2 separate regions of the Arachis hypogaea genome follow, and region 1 is linked to region 2. Evidence: chromatin contacts called from public Hi-C data. All regions are on one chromosome and are shown on one strand. Each heading gives the region's core, a stretch centred on a gene start, on an enhancer-like site or on the middle of the called end of the contact. The rest is flanking DNA. Distances are from core to core; before and after follow the strand shown. Region 1 holds the start of LOC112780075. Region 2 holds the start of LOC112780132 (putative expansin-A17).

The links. A called contact is a pair of places that touch in the nucleus more often than the background predicts.
Region 1: a Hi-C map of an unstated tissue shows a contact between it and region 2, with 3 times the contacts expected there. The contact joins the promoter of LOC112780075 here to the promoter of LOC112780132 in region 2. A contact is called at or near these places in 2 of 8 Hi-C or Micro-C datasets (leaf and an unstated tissue).

What each region holds. Positions count from the first base shown.
Region 1 is chr19:27,174,395-27,177,094 of arahy.Tifrunner.gnm2.J5K5, forward strand. LOC112780075 reads left to right here and starts at 1,372. Exons shown (of 6, transcript XM_025824417.3): 1 at 1,372-1,490; 2 at 2,005-2,073; 3 at 2,197-2,337; 4 at 2,447-2,520; 5 at 2,640-2,700. The coding sequence starts at 2,014.
Region 2 is chr19:27,014,695-27,017,394 of arahy.Tifrunner.gnm2.J5K5, forward strand. LOC112780132 (putative expansin-A17) reads right to left here and starts at 1,252. Exons shown (of 3, transcript XM_025824472.3): 1 at 1,049-1,252; 2 at 119-440. The coding sequence starts at 1,184.

The DNA of each region.
Region 1 (2,700 bases), core at 122-2,621, 160 kb after region 2:
ACGAAAATGTGATATTGTAGGATTTATGGATGTTGATATGTGATCACTTTATGCTGTCGGATCCGGACAACCAAATTGTTGAGAGGCATTTACGAGAGATTGGTTTTTATCATGTTTTTTAGATTGGAGTCATCCAATGCCAGTCAACAATGATTAATGCTCTAATCGAGAGATGGCGGCTTGAGACTCACACATTTCATTTTTCGGTTGGTGAGTGTGCTGTGACGTTGGAGGATGTGGCGATAATTCTCGGTCTGTCGACAAATGATCTTCTGGTTATAGGACCGACTATGAGTAGTTTTGAGGCCTTGGAGGCCGAGTGCTTGTACCAGTTTGGTGTTGCACCGAGGAAGACGGACTGTAGAGGAAGCTTTATAAAATTGATGTGATTTAGGGAGTTTGAAATATCGCATAGTGTTGATTGACGATATTCACATTCAGAGGTACGTAAAGTGTCACATAATGTTATTTGGGACAATTCTGTTTGGAGACAAGTCGGGTGCAGCGGTGCACTAGAAATTTCTGCCTTTACTCCGTAATTTCGCTGGGATCATACAGTTTAGTTGGGTTCGACATGTTTTCGCACACTTGTATAGATCGTTAAAAATATTTTATGCATGCTCGTTTCATCCGTCACGTATTTTGTTTAAATTAATTGAACGAACCCACCAAACACTGATAAAGGATACCTTACAAAATACACGATATTCTCATAGATATTTGAGAATTTATCTTCTCACAAATCACACCTTTTAATTTCTCAAATGACAATGTGAACAGAATAACATCTAATGTATTTTCACATACAAATTAAACTCCCTCGTATGTTTGTAATAAAATCTGTCCATAATAATAAATAGTGGGGAGAAGAAGAACATGAGTTTAGATTTGAAACTCACGACGAAGAAAAAGTAGTGGGGAGTTCCGTGCAATTTTAATTTATGTATACATGAACAAGTAAATCGGACGGTCCGACCGCGTTTCAAATTTCAAATTTTTTACAAACCCAAAATCGGTGGGTTCGATTAGTGTTCACTAGCATTAAAAAAAATTTCCAAGCCCAGAAATTGGTGAGTCTAATTTCGGTCCAGTCCAACTTTTACTTCATACAAATCGGATCGTTCAATTTATATTTTTTTCTCTCTGTGCAAAAAAATGGAACGGTTCAATTTCTTCTCCCTTGCTTCCAAAAAGTAAAGTTTATTACAAGAGTGTATAATGTATATCACCCCAAAACTCAATAATCCACTATAACTTACATGTGTAAATCATATAAAAAAAATTAACCACAAGATAGGTGGATTTTTGTTGGAATATCCTCGAAAAAAAGCATAAGAGTAAAAAAAAAAAAAGACGCGCGCTTTCAAAATCATGAACGTGAACGACTATATTAGTCCTTTTGCTTTTTCTCTTTCGTTCACATACTTCTCTTGCTACTCTGAAATTCCAAGATTAACAAAGCTATTCATCTTCGCAAATTCAATTAAACGGTAAAAATTCGTTTCCACTTGTTTTCACTGCTCTTACTGTCTTACAAGTATAATCACGCTAATCCATCAGCGGAGAGAAAATTCAATTTATTGTTTCTTTTTAGTGTCTTCTTTTCTATGATATATCTTTGGATTAATTGATGCTTGCAATTCAATCAATCATTACGCAGTCACACCGTTCCCATATTCGTTGTTAGTGCTCTGAATTTGGATTTTCTTCGCCATTTACGTTCTCATTCAAATCATTATCACATTATTCACAATTGCAATAGTTCAATCCTGAACTCTACTTCGTTTTTTCTATTGTGTAGTTCTAGTTTGGAAAATTCGGATTTACGTTCTATGCTAGGGTTTCACACTAGTTAGTTCCGGTTCACTACTATGTGTGACTTGTTTTTAAGGAAAGAAAGATTATTAGATGAATTTTGAATTTTCTAATTTTTTGGTTCATATGCATAAAGTTGGATCTAGATTTAGAACAAAAATATCTTTTATGGTTAAATTGTGTGCTTAGGTTTAACCAATGTCAACTCGAAGGGAAAGCTCAGAGAATGGAGCTACAAGGAAACGCTTGAAACCTGAGGTTCTCATTTTTATCCTTCAACAATTTTCTCATGAATTTTACCTTTCGTCCTCTTCGGCACCGTACTGTGTGTTATTTATTTAGTTTTGTTTATTGTTTTTGCAATTTTTGGTAATAAATAAGGGGGAAGAAGAGGGGAAAGCTGAAGCAGATTCAGTACGTACTGTACAAGAGGAAGAAATGGAGGCCAACATTACTGGATCTGAGGAAATGGAACTGAATATCTCTCTTATTCTTGAGAAAATTGAGAATTTTACTCAAAGGGTAAAGCTATATATGTGTATAATTGTTATAGCACACTGAATATTCTTGTGATACTTTATGGAAATCAATTTTGAGTTTTGACCTTGCTGAAATGATGGTATGCATTTAGGTATCTGAGCTCTTGGAATCAGGGAAAACAATGTTTAAGGAATTAAGCAATGAATTTGAGGAGAAACTGATTATGTATGTGAGCTATGAAACTGAAAACGTTTGAGCCCATATACCTATTCTTACTTTTTTATTGTTGTTTTATATGGTTTCCATGGTAAAACTCTTTATAACTGATAACTCATAATGTGTAGGATTCATAAGGAGCAAGTGGAGAAATGGCAGGAAGAAATTAAAGAATTGCGTGCAATTGAT
Region 2 (2,700 bases), core at 2-2,501:
TTTTATACATGTAGCTGATTTGATGACTGATTTTTGACATACACTTGATATGATTGTAAAATTAATGCAAAATCTGGGTTCTGGAACAATTTTGTTTCAATAGTAATGGTTAATATACCTTCTGTAGAAAATAGGAACAATTCCAGCCTTGTACTTGGCAATCTTCTCAAAGGCAGGTTGAGACATGTCAAAGTGGGGCCTTGGAGGATTACACCAACCACCATTGTCATTAGGGAGTGCATAGTTTGGAGGACAGAAATTTGTGGCAGTAATTGTGATGGCAGTGCCCTTTAGGCACCATTGTGGCACTTTTGTTGCATCACAAACTATCTGATAGCAACCACCACATGCCTTGCCATCGTTGAACAAAGCAGTACTCAATGCAGCTGTTTTAACTCCATAACCATCAGTGTATAGATTTCCATACCCACATGCTCCACCTAGTAACAAAACAACACAAATTGAATTACTCATTTCTTTTTATAAGGTATTTATGCTCTTATTTTGTACTTTAATCCAATGTCCTCTAATAGTCTAATTCATGCATTGCCTAATATTAAAGTTGTTATTTGTTTAATGTTATGCACATCTAAAAAAAATGATTCTAATACCTATATTTTTCATTTCTCTATCTCAGTGTCTTGTCTCGTCATATTTTTGTTCTGTTTTTTTTATAGTTCATTTAAGAATCTTGATCCCACATGCAGAGTAGTTTTATGGCACGCTACAATCCCAAAACAATATAACTCACAAAAATACTATGGCCTTTATAAATATAATCACCCACATTCCTAATCCATGAGACACCATAAACAAATGCAATCGTCTCAACAACGAAATTATCTTTCGTCATTGCCACCAAAACAATCAATTGTTATGATGAATATCATGCAATTACAACACTAAACATATCATATAATAGCACCTAATTACATGTATCTCGTTCTAAACACAGTTTAAAGACCAAATCTTATTAGATTATAATGTAAAAATCAAACTGAAAACATAAATAATAAAATAAAATGTAGATGTATTATTATATTGATACCCATTGTATCTGAGGCATCACTTCCACCATAGAATGTTGCATGAGCTTGTTGCCACGATGAGGATGCTACTACTTTATGCTGTGTGGTTAATAAACTCAAAAGCAATATTACAACACTGAAGATTAATTTTTCCATCTCTTACACTCTGTGTCGGCGCAAGAATTAGTTAGTTGCTTAGTTTGCTGCTGAAGATTATGGAAAGCTCCTAAGGGTTATTTATAAGTGTAGTTAACTAACTCATTTTCAAAATATGGACTAAAATATGGAGTTGACCGAAAATTTCTCTTGTTATAAAATGAACCATTATGTGACACATCATAATATCGTATCATATGTGAATATTTTAAGGAAACAAGCAATGGGGTGAGACAAGTGTGAAAAATACTCAACCCTTCCAAATAATGTAACGTTGGGTAGTTGAATCTCAACACTGCCGTCTTGGAAGTTGGCACATATAATCTATAATTAATATTCATCTTCAATAGACTAAAAAATAATCAATAAAACTAAACTTTGTTAAATTTAGATGGTACGATATATGACACTACTATATATATAAAATATGTACTAATAACACTATATTAAAAAAAGGAAAAACCCTTTCATGATTCGCTTTATTGTTAGGTTATAATTAAGAAAAAATCTAAAACCTGAAAAAAATAAATTTAATTCGTACGAAATTTTAGTATAAATTTAAATATTGTTTTGATGGTATTATAAATTCATAACACTACTTTTACACTTTTAGCGGATATAATATAAAAAAAATTTTAAGTGTACGGGTGTACCAAGTATACTCATGTTTCAATAATTTTAACCATTAATTTTAATTATAAAAAATATAATAATATATCTTAATTATAAAAAATATATATAATATATCTTAATTAAATTTAACGGTTAAAATTACTTAAACAATACATTTGAAAACTTTTATATAATATAACTATAAAGTATAAACTCAAATAAATTCCAAATTCTAACATGAAAGATTAATGCTGGTCTTTCTCTAGAAGGAGAAATGCGTGATTCACGAAATGTCATTATGCAGCGAAGAACATGCTTCGTCAATTTTATGATCCGTGGTACGTTAGTGGTACATAATAAACTACAAGTGAAATGTGAATGCAATTTGCACTTCCTGCATTTCCGTATAAGCTAAGTATTAATATAATTCGGTTTAAAATAATTATTATTTTAGCTTTTTAATATATTAAAGGATGATATATTGGGATATAAAATATTTTTAAATATATATTAATTTTTTAATATATCAAGAAAAACAATATGACAATTATTTTAAAACAATAGAGTATTTATTTTGTTAGAATATATTCTATTTGAATGCTTGACTAACCAACCTGACAGATAAGAATATTATAATGTGATATATGTAATGCTAGAAAAAAAAAAAAAGACATCAATTTTTTAAACCAAATTAATGGAATGAGGCTGTTCTAAAATGAGCTGCACTGTCTATTATTATTAGATCAATAAAGTATATCAAAGTTATGGGTTATTAACTACTTAAATAAGTTTTTTATTCTTCTATAAAATATTTATTTTTATTTATATATTTTTTTAATTTGTTACATCAGAATTAAACTTATCACATCAATACTTAACTGAAAAATTTACAAGAATAAAAATA